Regions from separate parts of the Mus musculus genome. Here region 1 is linked to region 2. A link is a contact called in public promoter capture Hi-C data. All regions are on one chromosome and are shown on one strand. The core of a region is the stretch at or near the end of the contact, and the rest is flanking DNA. Distances in the headings are between cores, read along the strand shown. Region 1 holds the start of Brdt (bromodomain, testis-specific). Region 2 holds the start of Hfm1 (HFM1, ATP-dependent DNA helicase homolog).

Region 1 (6,723 bases), core at 3,694-6,193, 410 kb after region 2:
ACAGAGGAGGGAGCTCACAGCCAACCATTAGACTGAGTTCGGGGATCCCTGATGGAGGAGATGGAGAAGAGACTGAAGGAGCTGAGGGGGTTTGCAGCCTCATGGAGGGTGCAACAGTGTCAACAGGCCAGACCCCCCAGAGCTCCCAGGGACTGGACCACCAACCAAAGAATACATATGGAGCAACTCATGGTCATATATGTGGCAGAAGATGGCCTTGTTGGACATCGGTGGGAGGAGAGGCCCTCGGGCCTGGGGTATTCAATGCCCCAGTGTAGGGGAATGCCAGGGTGGGAGGATGGGGGTGGGTGGGTGGGGAGCACCCTCATAGAGGCAGGGGGAGGGAGGATGGGATAGGGGGCTTCCAAAGGGGAGACCTGAAATAGGAAAACATTTGAAATATAAAGAAAGAAAATATCCAAGAATAAAGAAAAATACTCACAAACTGAATCCTGGAACACATCAAAGACATCATCTATCAAAATCAAGTAGGTCACATTCCAGGGACACAGGGATGGTTCAGTATGCAAAAATTCATCACCATAATCCACCATATAAACAGACTGAAAGAAAAAAAATCATGATTATCTCATTAGATGTTGAAAAGACTTTGATAAAATCTAACACACCTTCATGTTAAAGGTTTCAAGAAACCAGGTATATAGGTCACATACCTAAACATAATCAAAGCAATATATAGCAAGCCAATAGTCAACATCAAACTAAATGGAAACATATACTATTTTCACTAAAATCAGGGGCAAGACAGGGCTGCCCACTCTGGAAATCAATTTGGTGTTTTCTCAGAAAACTGGAAATAGTTCTATTTGAAGACTCAGCTATACCATTCCTGGGCATATACCCAAAAGATGCTCTAACATCCCACAAAGGCACTTGCTCAACTTGTTCATAGAAGTGAAAATGTGGCACATCTACACAACTGAATACTATTCAGCTATTAAAAAGAAAGGTATCGTGAACTTTGTAAGCAAGTGGATGGAACTTGAGGATATCCTCCCGGGTGAGTTGATTCAGCCCCTAAAGTTCGTGAGTAATATGTGCTCACTTTTAAGTGGATACTGGCCATGAAATGGAGATACCATGTTCCACTCCACAGACCTTAAGAAGCCAAACAAGAAGGAAGACCCAAGCGAGGAAGCTTGACTCTCATTTAGAGTGGAGAATAAAATAGCCATAAGGAGGAGATGGAGGGAGAGTAGGGGGATAGGCAGGGGAATGTGGGGTTCAGGATCAGGTGTAGGGAAGGACAGGAGAGATGACCAGATAGCCATGAAAATGAATAGAAATCTATAAATGATGTGGGGATGAGGAGATGGGGCACCTCCAGGAAGAAATAGACCTGGGACAAAGGACACCCAAGAATCAATGGGGGTGACCTTAGCTGTGACTCACTACACTGGGGATATGGAACCTGAAGAGGCTACCTCCTGTAGCCATGCAGGAACCCCAGTAGTGCAAAAGAGAGACCAACATACCCACAAAACTTTTGGCCCAAAATTTATTCTGTCTACAAGAAATGCAGGCATGGGAGATAGAACAGAGACTGAGGGACTGCCCAACCAATAACTGGCCCAACTTGAGATCCATCTCATGGGCAAGCGCCAATCTCTAACACTATTAATGAAGTCTGTTATGCAACAACAGGAGCATGTTGTCCTCTGAGAGGCTCCACCCAGCAGCTGACTCAGACAGATACAGACACCCACAGTCAAACAGTGGATGGAGCTTGGGGACTCTTATGGAAGAATAGGAGAAAGGATTATTGCCCAGAAGGAAATAGGAACTCCATAGAAAGACCAACAAAATCAACTAATCTGGACCCTTAGGGCTCTCAGAGTCGGAACCACCAACCAAAGAGCACACACAGGCTGGAGGAAAGGCTGGACTTAGACTTCCCAGTTCATCTGTAGCAGATGTGCAACTTGGTCTTCATGTTTGTCTGGAACCACTGGAACAGGGGCTATTCTAAAAGCTGTTACCTGTATGTGGGGTATGTTTTTCTTTTTCTTTCTTATTTTTTATTAATTATTTTTTTACACTCCATATTTTATTCCCCCCTCCTCATCTACCCTCCAACTGTTCTACATTCCATACCTCCTCCCCACCCAGCTGTCTCCACATAGATATCCCCACTCTCCACCCCACCTGACCTCTAAACTCCCTGGGGCCTCCAGTCTCTTGAGGGTTAGGTGCATCATCTCTGAATAAACACAGACCCAGCAGTCCTCTACTGTATGTGTGTTGGGGCCTCATATCAGCTGATGTCTGTTGATCCAATATTTGAGAGATCCTGGGGGTCCAGATTAATTGAGACTACAGGATTGCCCTTCTCAGCTTCTTTCAGCCTTCCCTAATTCAACAACAGGGGTCAGCTACTTCTGTCTATTAGTTGGGTGCAAATATCTGCATCTGATTCTTTCAGCTGCTTGTTGGGCCTTTCAGAGGGCAGTCATAATAGGTCCCTTTTTGTGAGCATTCCATAGCCTCAGTAATAGTGTCAGGCCTTGGGACCTCCCCTTGAACTGGATCCCACTTTGGGCCTGTCACTGGACCTTCTTTTCCTCAGGCTCCTCTCCATTTCCATCCCTGTAATTCTTTCAGACAGGAACAATTATGGATCAGAGTTGTGACTGTGGGATGGCAATCCCATCCCTCACTTGATGCCCTGTCTTCCTGCTGGAGGTGGGCTCTGTAGGTTCCCTCTCCCTACTGTCCAGCATTTCATCTAAGGTCCCTCCCTTTGAGTCCTGAGAGTCACTCACCTCCCAGGTCTCTGGTGCATTTTGGAGGGTCCCCCGCAACCTATCTCCGAGGTTGCCTGTTTTCATTCTTTGTGCTGCTCCTCAGGGCTTCAGTCCTTTTCCCTCACCCAATACCAGATCAGGTTCCTCTCTCCCAGGTCCCTCCCTGGATATGTTTTTTTTCTAGCTGTCTGGCCTCAGTGGGAGAGAAAGTGCCTAGCCTCACAGAGACTTGAAGTGCCAAGGTGTGTGTGTGTGTGTGTGTGTGTGTGTGTGGGTTTACCCAGGAGGGCCCCCAACCACTCAGAGGAGAAAGGGAGGGAAGGATAGGGGAAGGATGGTGAGAGGGGATGACAGGGATAGGATGCAAAGTGCATAAGTTAAAAAAGGAAGAAAGGAAGGAAGGAAGGAAGGAAGGAAGAAAGAAAGAAAGAAAGAAAGAAAGAAAGGAAGGAAGGAAGGAAAGAAGAAAGAAAGAAAGAAAGAGAAGAAAGAGAAGAAAGAAAGAAAGAAAGAAAGAGAAAGAAAGAAAGAAAAAGAAAGAGAAAAAAGAGAAAAAGAAAAAGGAGTACTTTCTAACTCTATGTCTGAAGTAAGCCACTTTTTGTGTTTTGGGGAGAAGAGCCTTCTGAGGGGACAGCTATATGTGTGGAGGTCTATAGCTTCTAGTGAGAGGTTGTCCTGCTTCCTTTGAGAGCACAGTCTTGAGGTGTTTTCTCCACAGGGATGAAGACAATGCTTAGCCACTGATGATGCTCAGATGTTTTTTTTTCTCGGCAAGTTAAGGCAACCCAGCTGTTCTCTCCTTTCTCCTTGGTGCATCTAGGACTACTAATTTGGAGGTAGGCCTGAGGTAAACACCTTTAATCCCAGCATTCAGGAAGCAGGCAGGCAAGACGCTAGCTGGATCTACACAGCCAGTTTAAGGTCAGCCTGAGCTTCAGTGAAACCTGTCTCAAAACAACAAATGGAGACATTGTGATAGGATTAAAACAAACAAACAAACAAAAACCTATCATGCTAAACATACCCTTAGGCTCGCTAAATTTAAATGCCCACAAGCCCCAAGACATCTGGAGGTAGTTACTAAAACTCGAAATCCTTAATCACTTTGTGCAGCTGTGAAAAGGGTTACTTTGTTTGTTTGTTTGTTTTGTTTTTTGAACAGGGTTTCTCTGTGAAGCCCTGGCTGTCCTGGAACTCAGAAATACGCCTGCCTCTGCCTCCCAAGTGCTGGGATTAAAGGTGTGCGCCACCTCGCCCAGCAGGATTACTTAAAAAAAAAAACAACAAAAAAACAGTGAGTATCCCGGGTGTGGCGGTCCCCGCCTTTAACCCCAGTTTAACCCCAGCATGCAGAGGGCAGAGGCAGGCAGATTTGTGTGAGTTAACAAGTTAGCATAGCCCCGAAAAGTCAGAACTACATAGAGAAACCCTGTCTCAAAAAACCAAAAGAACAAAACAATACATTAAGTATCTATTATCGATTTGAGACTAGAGACCAGAGCTATACAGAAGTCTGAAACAAAAGACAAATGTCACCAGATTAAACTCAGGAACACCCAAAGTAACAGCACAGGGTCAGACCATGATGAGAAAGTGGCTTCAAAAGCAAACCTCTTGGACCAAGGAGATGGCTCATGGGTTAAAGGTGCCGGCCGCACCTATGACCAGAGTGGCTATCCTTGGGATCCACATGGTTGGAAAGTGAGAACTGACTCTTGGAGGTAGTCCTCTTCATGGAAAGCATACAGAATAAAAAACATAGTAACGCCACTCTCCTTGTTTGGAAAACAAAACACAGGAAAGTCCTTGGCCTGGAGTACAGGTCCTTCAAGCCCATCCCAGGATCACTCCAGGTCACGGAAGGCTACCCGAGACCACCTCCAGATAAAAGAACAAGTAAATAATAATTGCAAAACCTAAACCAACCAAGCAAGCAAACAGTAAAATTCTCACAGCTCCACTGTGCTTGCAGGCCCACGCCCTCCTAGGGAGTGGCGGCACGGAGCGAATACGCCCAGCCCACGCAGCCTAACTTCAAAGCCTCAGCCGCCACAGACCTGACTCACACCTCCGCGCGGTTTGAGGCGCAGGCACAGTCACGTGGCAGACCCTGGCCAATCAGCAGGCTGCTCGCGGGTGAGTCCCATAAAGGCGCCAGTCGCTGGCTGCTGACAGCCGCCATCCGGGCGAGAGCTGGCGGCCACCGGTGGAGAACCGGGAGCGACGGTCCTGCACTGCTTCATCTAGTGCAAACTGAAAGGGTGATCGGATAAGGCCCTTTCCTAAGAGGTACTACCATTGCTACAGAGGCTCGGCCCTGGGGCCGCCCCAGGCGGCTCTTTGGGTGAGAATAACGGTTTTTTGCCTCTCCCCTCCCCCATGAGCGCTGGGCCTCAAGGAGGGCAGTTGGGAGGCCATTGCCCAACCGAGTGCGTGACGCCTGAAGCCCTGGTGAGCTGGGAGCTGCCTTCCTTTGGTCTTGACCAGCTGCGAACTTGTGGTCCCACTTTCTCCCCTTTTTTTCTGCTTCTAGTACTTAGCCTTCCTACCCAAGGCTTGGAAGGAGGTTGGCACAAAGTCCAGGGTATAACGGTTTTCTTTGTGGTTGGAGTGTCGGGCCATTTTCTGTACTGTAGTTTTGAGAGGCCGGAGAATATTTAAAGCGCCTTTGTTGTGTCTGTTCTGTTTGTGGATATCGAGGACAGGAAAATCCTGGTCCTTGATTCAGTCTCCTACTCTTATGGAGCGCCTTGGAATATACCAAACCTTCTGCTGTGTGCTGTGGGTTAGAGTGTGCCCCACCTCCGGGCACTGGCCTTGTGCATGGACAAGAGTGCCTATGGACCCACGGGAAGGAGCAGGTATGTGGGAAGGAACGAGGGAGGTGGCTCACAAAAGACAGCCCGATCTCCAGGAGCAGATGGAAGCTGGATTTAAGAGTGATAACGGCAGTTCTGGTGTAGAAGTGATTCAGAAGTCAATACATAGAGTGAGGTGGATGGAGCCGGGCATAATTGTTTGGCTCGGTAGTCCAGACTGGCCTTGTCTGCCTCCGCCTCAGTAGTGTGGGGATTATAGATGTTTATCACAACACCTGGCAAGATTTTCTAAGTTTTAAAAGAAAATGTGTGTGTGTGTGTATGTGTATGCCTGTTATGTGGGAGCTGGGTATGCACGGCTCTCTGGCCTGCTGGTCCACAGGATTGTCCTATAAGCACTTCTAACCACTGAGACATATCTCTAACCCAGAATTGCTCATTTGTGAGTGGCTGCTATAATGTTGGGTTGATGGAATAGCAAGAGCTAAGTCTCACAGTGAGTAAGGTGACAGTTTATTAAAGGATCGATATGTCCTAAAGGCCAGGCTGTTGAAAAGTTTGGTCTTAAACAAGTGCTTGAATGAAAAACTGGGAACATCACTGTGTTGCATGAGCTTATATTGGGGGAGGGGGGGGGTGACAAGCAGTGAAACAGAACCTGGTGGTGTGTAGGACAGAGGATAGTAGTCTGTACAAAAAAGCACTTACTATCTATCTTGAGGTCTTGGGGTGACTGAGGTTGGCATAAAGCAAAGGTGTAGATGGAGTTAAGGGGGGATGGGCAGGCATGGTACCCAACGCCTATAATCTCAACACTTGGGAGGTCCAGGTAGGAGGACCAGGAATCCTAGGTCATCCTTGGCTACAGAGTGAGTTTGAGGCCAGCCTGGGTTACATAAGAAAGGGAGTTGGGGAGAAAGACTGAGAGAGACATGAAGGAAGGAAGGAAGGAAGGAAAACAGGGAGAGGAAAAAGAGGGAGGGGGGATTAAGAATGGGACTAGAAAGAAAAGTTCGCACAGCAGACACTGTCAGGAAGGAGGTGACTGACGCCTCTCTTTCCTCTCTGGTCCCCCAATGCCCCGTTTTTACTGTCAAAGCACTACTTATGTTTGTCAAGTGATAATCACCTGTTCA
Region 2 (6,228 bases), core at 1,109-3,608:
GAGTGATCTGGGTAGGAAGGCTACAACGAGAGTACCTCTTGATAAACGCACAGGAGAGAGGCTAAATCCTGCATCCACTTCAGAGTGCTTCTTATAAACCAGAATATTGTGGGTTTTCACTGTTTTAGTTATTTGGTCTACCACCCCATATTTATTTATCTTTCTCTTCTCAATGTCTTTCCTTCTTAATTTCCCAGTCTCCCCTCCATGAGCACCCCACTCCATCCCTCCTCCTCTCAGCCTCTGTGAGTGAGCTCTCCCACCCAGCCACCCAATCCCACTCCTTCTCTAGGGAATCAAGCCTCCACAGGACCGGTGCCTCCCCTCCCACTGATACCTGACAAGATAGTCTCTGATACATATGGAGCAGGGCCACAGACCAGCCCATGCATGCTCTTTGGTTGGTGGCTTAGTCCCTGGGGCTCTGAGGGAGTCTGGTTAGTTGGTACTGTTGTTCTCACTTTCTTAACCATCCAGTCACCAACAAAAAGAAACAGCAAAAACTAAAACAAGTAAATATAGTTTATAAATGTGTAAAACAATTTGACTACTGATAAACAGAAGCCATAAAAAGTAGGGCAGAAAGTAAAAGGGAATCAATCAGAAATACACTAGCAGATCTTTACATCTATTTATGCAAACAATTTCAGAATTTGAAAACAGTTATGTGGGAGGGGGAGCTGTAGAAATGGCTCAGAGGTTTAGAGCACTGACTGCTCTTCCAGAGGACCTGAGTTCAATTCCCATCAACCACATAGTGGCTCACAACCATCTGTAATGGGATCCGATGCCCTCTTCTGGTGTGTCTGAAGACAGCTACAGTGTACTCATATACATAAAATAAATAAATAAATAATTTTTTAAAACAAGGAAACAGTAATCAACATTGTACGTGTTGTCCAAGAAGTTGTAAAATGTTTCCTGTCTAGATTCAGAACTATATTTTAATCAACAAAAGGTTAATAAAGTAAAAGGCATCAAACCATGTTTCTAGAGCTCTGCTACCTCAGAATGTAAATGATTTTAATACTAACATGTCTGATCTAATTTTTCATTCTAAAAGAAAGTGAAACAAATTAAAACTAATTTTAAATGTTACCCTGTACAAAAAGACCTCCCATGCACACAGTAGCAAGAACATTTTTCTGGTTTTAGTATAATAGTCGGTATAACTTTAGTTCAGAATAAAAACATCACATATATATTTTAATTCTGATGTACTCCAATGGGGGGAAAACTCTTTATCCAAAATTGTGCATCTCTCCATCTTGTATTCTTAGCTTTTTAAAAAACACTCACCTGTAATTGTTACTGTGTGTTTAGTTTATCTTTCTCCCTAGAAAGCAAAAAAGGGATGTTTGTTTCTTCTTCTTAATGTGCTTCAATAACCTGGAACAGTTCCTGGCATAGAGAAGATAACCCATAAAAATTCATTTTGGAATGAGTGCACTAGCAATCAATTTATAAAATAATTCTAAATAAAGCAATTTTAGTCAACTGATTTCCCTCAGTTAAGTTTGAATTTTTTATTTTTCTAGCTGGACTCTAAAAGATGGTGAATTTGGAATTTTCATGATGTAAATAAATACTTTTAAAAAACCATCCCTAAAATAAACGTTACATTTTGATGTAAGGTGATAACTTTTTAATTAAAGTTTTAAGTTTAGATATTCTAAATTTGTCTCAAAGTTCTTATTTCAGAGCCTCGCATAGTGGTACAAGCTTATAGTTCAGCCCTGGAAAGGTGGAGGCAGGAGGATCAATTTAAGGCCAGTCTCAGCCAAGGTCAGCTTGGGCTACATACACACACACACACACACACACACACACACACACACACACACACACAAAACAGGTCTCACCGTGTAATACAGAAATATAGTGCAAAATTCTGTAAGTGATATCGCCCCAAGTATTTTTAGAGTCCACACTGCGACCTGTTTTGTATGGCTTGTGGCTTGTAGAAGTAACACACACCTTTCTGTATTTCTGACAACCTTAGTATCTTATTCTCTATGATCTTTTACTTGTTGTATAAAAGTACTGGACAGCGGTTTCCTTATAATTTTTGCAACTGAAAACATACTTAAAGGCGAGTGGCTCCCAACAGCAACCCCAACAGTTGGGAGGTGGAAGATGAAGCTAGGCAGGGATAGCCTAGGCTACAGAGTGGGGACCTGTCTCAAACAAACTAGTACTTATGTCAGAAGCGCAGACGTCCACGCATAACAACCAACCCGTCAGAAATCATCCGCCGGTGCAGAGACCCAGGCCCAGCGACCACGCACCACAACTGAGCGCGAGGGGAGGACAGCGGACTAGAGAACAGACCGGCCCGGCGCGCTCCGGGCGGGAGGCTGAGGCGACGCGCATGCGCGCCTTCCCCGCCGCACCTCCGACCCCCGCACCGCACGGTGCGCCTCAGGCCTCAGGCCGCGCTCCCTGACGGGAATGTGTGGGAGACGCCCGCTCGCTCGCTCGCTCGCCCGCTGAGGGCGCCCGGCTGCCCGGCCCGGTGGTCCATACCCCACGCATCCCCTCCCCATCCCTCGCACTTCCCTCCCCGTCACGCGCCTCCTTCCCCACCTCCTCCCTCCCCGCACGCGCTTCCCTACCCACCCACCCTACCTCCCTCCTCTCCCCGGCCCCGCCACTGCTCGCTCACCGAGCCCCCCACGCGCCCACGCGAGGCGCGCGCGTCCCGCCCAGGCCACAGCCACCTGCCGGGGGGAGGGGGGCTGAGTCGAGCGCCGATTTACCGACCCTTCGAACGCCCCCCAAGCCCGGCTTAGTCAAACGCCTAAGAATGGATCGGCAACCCCCAGTCCCCTTCCCAGCCCAACTGTTTCCTTCAGAGATGTGTGGTTGGTTTTGATGGGCGCACCGCTAATCATTAAATAAATATCTTACCTTGGGGGTCCTCTACTGCCAGGCATTAGCTAGGCCGCAGCCCTGGAACCTCCATTTTCTTCCTACCTAAGTGTCTAATTTAAAATGGCACCCATTAGGTCACTGTTGAGCTACAAGACTGAGTTTAAACATTCTATCCAGAGAGGTCAGGAAATACATCTGATGTAAATATTTGATACCAAATATCAATTATTTATTTCCAGAGCGTGCCTATGCCTGGCCCCCAGCTCTTCTTTCTACACTCTATTTCCCTTAAGCAGACATTGACATTGTGTTTCGTTGTTTAACAGTACGATTAGAAAAAGTGTATGTTTAAAAACTTCAAGCAGATCTCTGCTGTATTTGAAGCATCTATTGTTAATTAGCGTGTATATATTTAAAAAAACACATACAAAGTGCTTTTTTTTTTCTATTGACTTAACGCGCAAGTGGCAGCTTTGCCCACCATACAAGTCATCTGCGCAGATCGCATAAAACACAGCAGCCTCTGAGCAATTCTGAGGCTTGTTAATGTTTTATTTCCCACAAGTGAGCACCCAAGCCACGATAGGCTCTGAATTTTCCCTTCCACAGAGCTTGCTGGGCACACCACAGGTCCTGGCTTCTTGGCCTCTGAGAGAACTAAGCTCTGCTGCTGGGAAGTCTCGCTCCTACACGTGCTCACCTCTGTACTCAGAGCAGAGGCAGAGCTGAATAACCCCTTCAAACCACAAAACTAATGTTTAGGTCTCACTTATAAACAGCTCCCTTCTGGCAAATTTTACATCCTAATTTCTAGGTTCTGAAATAGAGTAAAATCTTAAGCCAAGGAACTAATTTGAACTTGTTTATTATACTGTGAGTTCTATAATAGTTAATTTTCTTAAGATTTAAAAATTAGGACCTGGAGAGATGGCTCCGTAGTTAGGAGCACTAACTGCTCTTCCAGAGAGCCTGTTTGATTCCCAGCACCCCTGGGATGGCTCACAACTGTCTGTGGCTCCACTTCAAGAGAATCCTGTGCCCTTTTCTGACCTCTGCACACGATGCACAGATGTAGGCAGAAAGCCCATGCACATAAAATAATAAAAGGAAAGAGTAGACCTGGGCAGAGCCAGGGGATCCGCATTACCCATCTGCTCCTCTTGCTGCTTCCCTGGAGCAAAACTCAGCAGGTAATACCTTCCATTTTGGGTGAGTCATGCTATAAGGACAATTAGCACAGGGAAATAGGAAAGCTAGGGGGCTTAAGGCTTAAAGAATATTTAAAAACACAGGGTGGGGGAAGGAGATCTAGCAGTCTATAATGCAGAGAAGAAAAGGCTCCTTTCCCATCTTTAAGGGACTCTTGAGCAGTATAAATTATTCTTTGGCTGTGCTTTCATACGCATAGTTTCAGCAGGCAGATGCAGAGTCAGGGTCAAAACCTCTGCTGAATAAGAAGAGACTGCAGCCAGGAAAAGTAGTGAACAAGGCCTTTCTAATTTTTTTATCATAAAATTTATGGATAAATAATTTATGTACCCTGAACTGTATCCAGTTAAAATATACAACTCAATCAGTCTTAACAGTTGTGTGTGTGTGTGTGTGTGTATATTTTTTTCAAGAAGTTATCACCGTAATAGAAAACAGCACAGAACATTTTCAGGACCCCACCCCCACTCCCACCTGCCTTCACCCCCTCCCCCATCCTCCTTTCCTTTAGTCAATTGCCCTGTCTGCCCTCAGCCCCAGGCAAAGGCTGATCTGCTCCTTATCTGTAAGGGGTACTTTGCACTCTCGATCAATGGAATCTATATCTTGCATCTGGTTTCTTTCACTCAGTCTCATGATTATCAGCTTTGTCCCTATTGTCTTGTATACTGGCATCTTATTCCTTTGGACGAGAGATGTTCTACGCCATTCATTCTACTGTTGACCACTACAGTCCTGGGATGGATACACTGCAGTGTGTTTGTCCATTCACTGTTGGAAGTGTGTTTAGGTTTCCAATTTGGGCTTATTATGAATTATTATAAGGGATGTATTATTATAAGAACAATTATAAGAGACTCACTTACAAAGCTATAGAAGGTTCTTTATTTGTAACATTTCTATGTATCTGTTCTGTGCATGATCAGGTGGGGAGAGATGGACTCTCATGCCACTGCACTGCTGTGAAGGTCGGAGAAGAGCTTTTGGGAGACTGTTTTCCCCTCCCCCCTCGTGAGTCTGAGACTTGATGGCAGGAGTCTGTGCCTACTGAGCCATCCCCCAGCCCCCACATAAAGTATTAATATGGCCATATCTCTTTATTTTCCTCATGTGTATATTGGAGTAGAATGAATGATTAGACAGAGAATAAATAATTTACAGTAGTATTTGCTTCACTGTTTAAGAAAGTTCTACACTGTTTTCCAAGATGGCCTTATAATTTTATATGCCTGTCGAAAGTGTGAAGGTTCTAGTTAATTTTCAGCTGTGGGGTGGTTTGAATAAGAATGGCGTCCATGGGCTCCTGTATTTACATTCTTAGTCCTTAGTTGACAAACTGGGAAGGATTAGAAGCCATGGCCTGAGGGTGTGTGAGTAAGGGGGTGGGCTTTGAAGTTTCAAAGGCTCACACCAGCCCAGGGTTGTAGAGAGAATCTCTTGTGTACTGTATGGAAGCATCACCTATCATTGAAAAGCTGATTGGCCAATGAGCTGAGGCAGGAAGTGGGAGGAGGGAGTTCCAGTAGAGAGAGAACTCTGATATACAGTCAGTTTTGGGAAGAAAGACTTGCCCGAAGTCTGAGGAGACAGACAAGGAGACAGATGCATGAAACTGGGAAGAGATAACCAGCCATGTGTCACTCAGAATAAAATAAATGGGTTAACTAAGTTAGGAGCTAGTCAGAGAACAAACCCAAGACTATGATCTGGGAATTTATTCTCAAATAATTAAGTCTCTTATTTCAGGAACTGGGGCAGAGGGTGGAAAAGCCTGAGGTTACGTGGGGTCTCATTTCTCTGCCTGCTGCCTATGGATCAAGATGTAAAGCTCTCAGCTAATGCTCCAATGCCACGCCTTTCTGTCTACATGCCACCATGCTCCCTGATGAAGTGATGGTGGACTAACTCTCTGAAGCAATAAGCATACTCCCAAATAAATGCTTTCTTTTTTACATAACAGTAGCCTTGGTCTTGGCGTCTCTTTAGAGCAGTGGAACAGTCAGACAAACTGGTAACATTTCTTAGTGTCAGGATTTCTCCTCTTGCCTCTTCTAATGGTTGAAATGGCATCTTTTCATGTCTCAGATAATTAATGAAATTAAAGATCATTACTCAACACACTCTTATGAGTGTCTAGTAAGCTGT

The links. Capture Hi-C pulls out chosen DNA fragments and counts their contacts.
Region 1: a promoter capture Hi-C map of liver shows a contact between it and region 2, with 4 times the contacts expected there. The contact joins the promoter of Brdt here to the promoter of Hfm1 in region 2. A contact is called at or near these places in 20 of 39 promoter capture datasets (the 3T3-L1 cell line, 3T3-L1-derived adipocytes, the C10 cell line and 12 more), 1 of 15 datasets of contacts at CTCF or cohesin (the NIH/3T3 cell line), 8 of 115 datasets of contacts at active chromatin or transcription factors (embryonic basal ganglia, embryonic limb bud, embryonic stem cells and 3 more) and 2 of 9 other capture datasets (adipose tissue and liver).

Annotation. Positions count from the first base shown.
Region 1 is chr5:107,326,251-107,332,973 of GRCm38.p6, forward strand. Brdt (bromodomain, testis-specific) reads left to right here and starts at 4,944. Exons shown (of 19, transcript NM_054054.2): 1 at 4,944-5,057.
Region 2 is chr5:106,923,532-106,929,759 of GRCm38.p6, forward strand. It overlaps Hfm1 (HFM1, ATP-dependent DNA helicase homolog), which reads right to left and starts at 2,359. Exons shown (of 40, transcript NM_177873.3): 1 at 2,238-2,359; 2 at 1,300-1,401.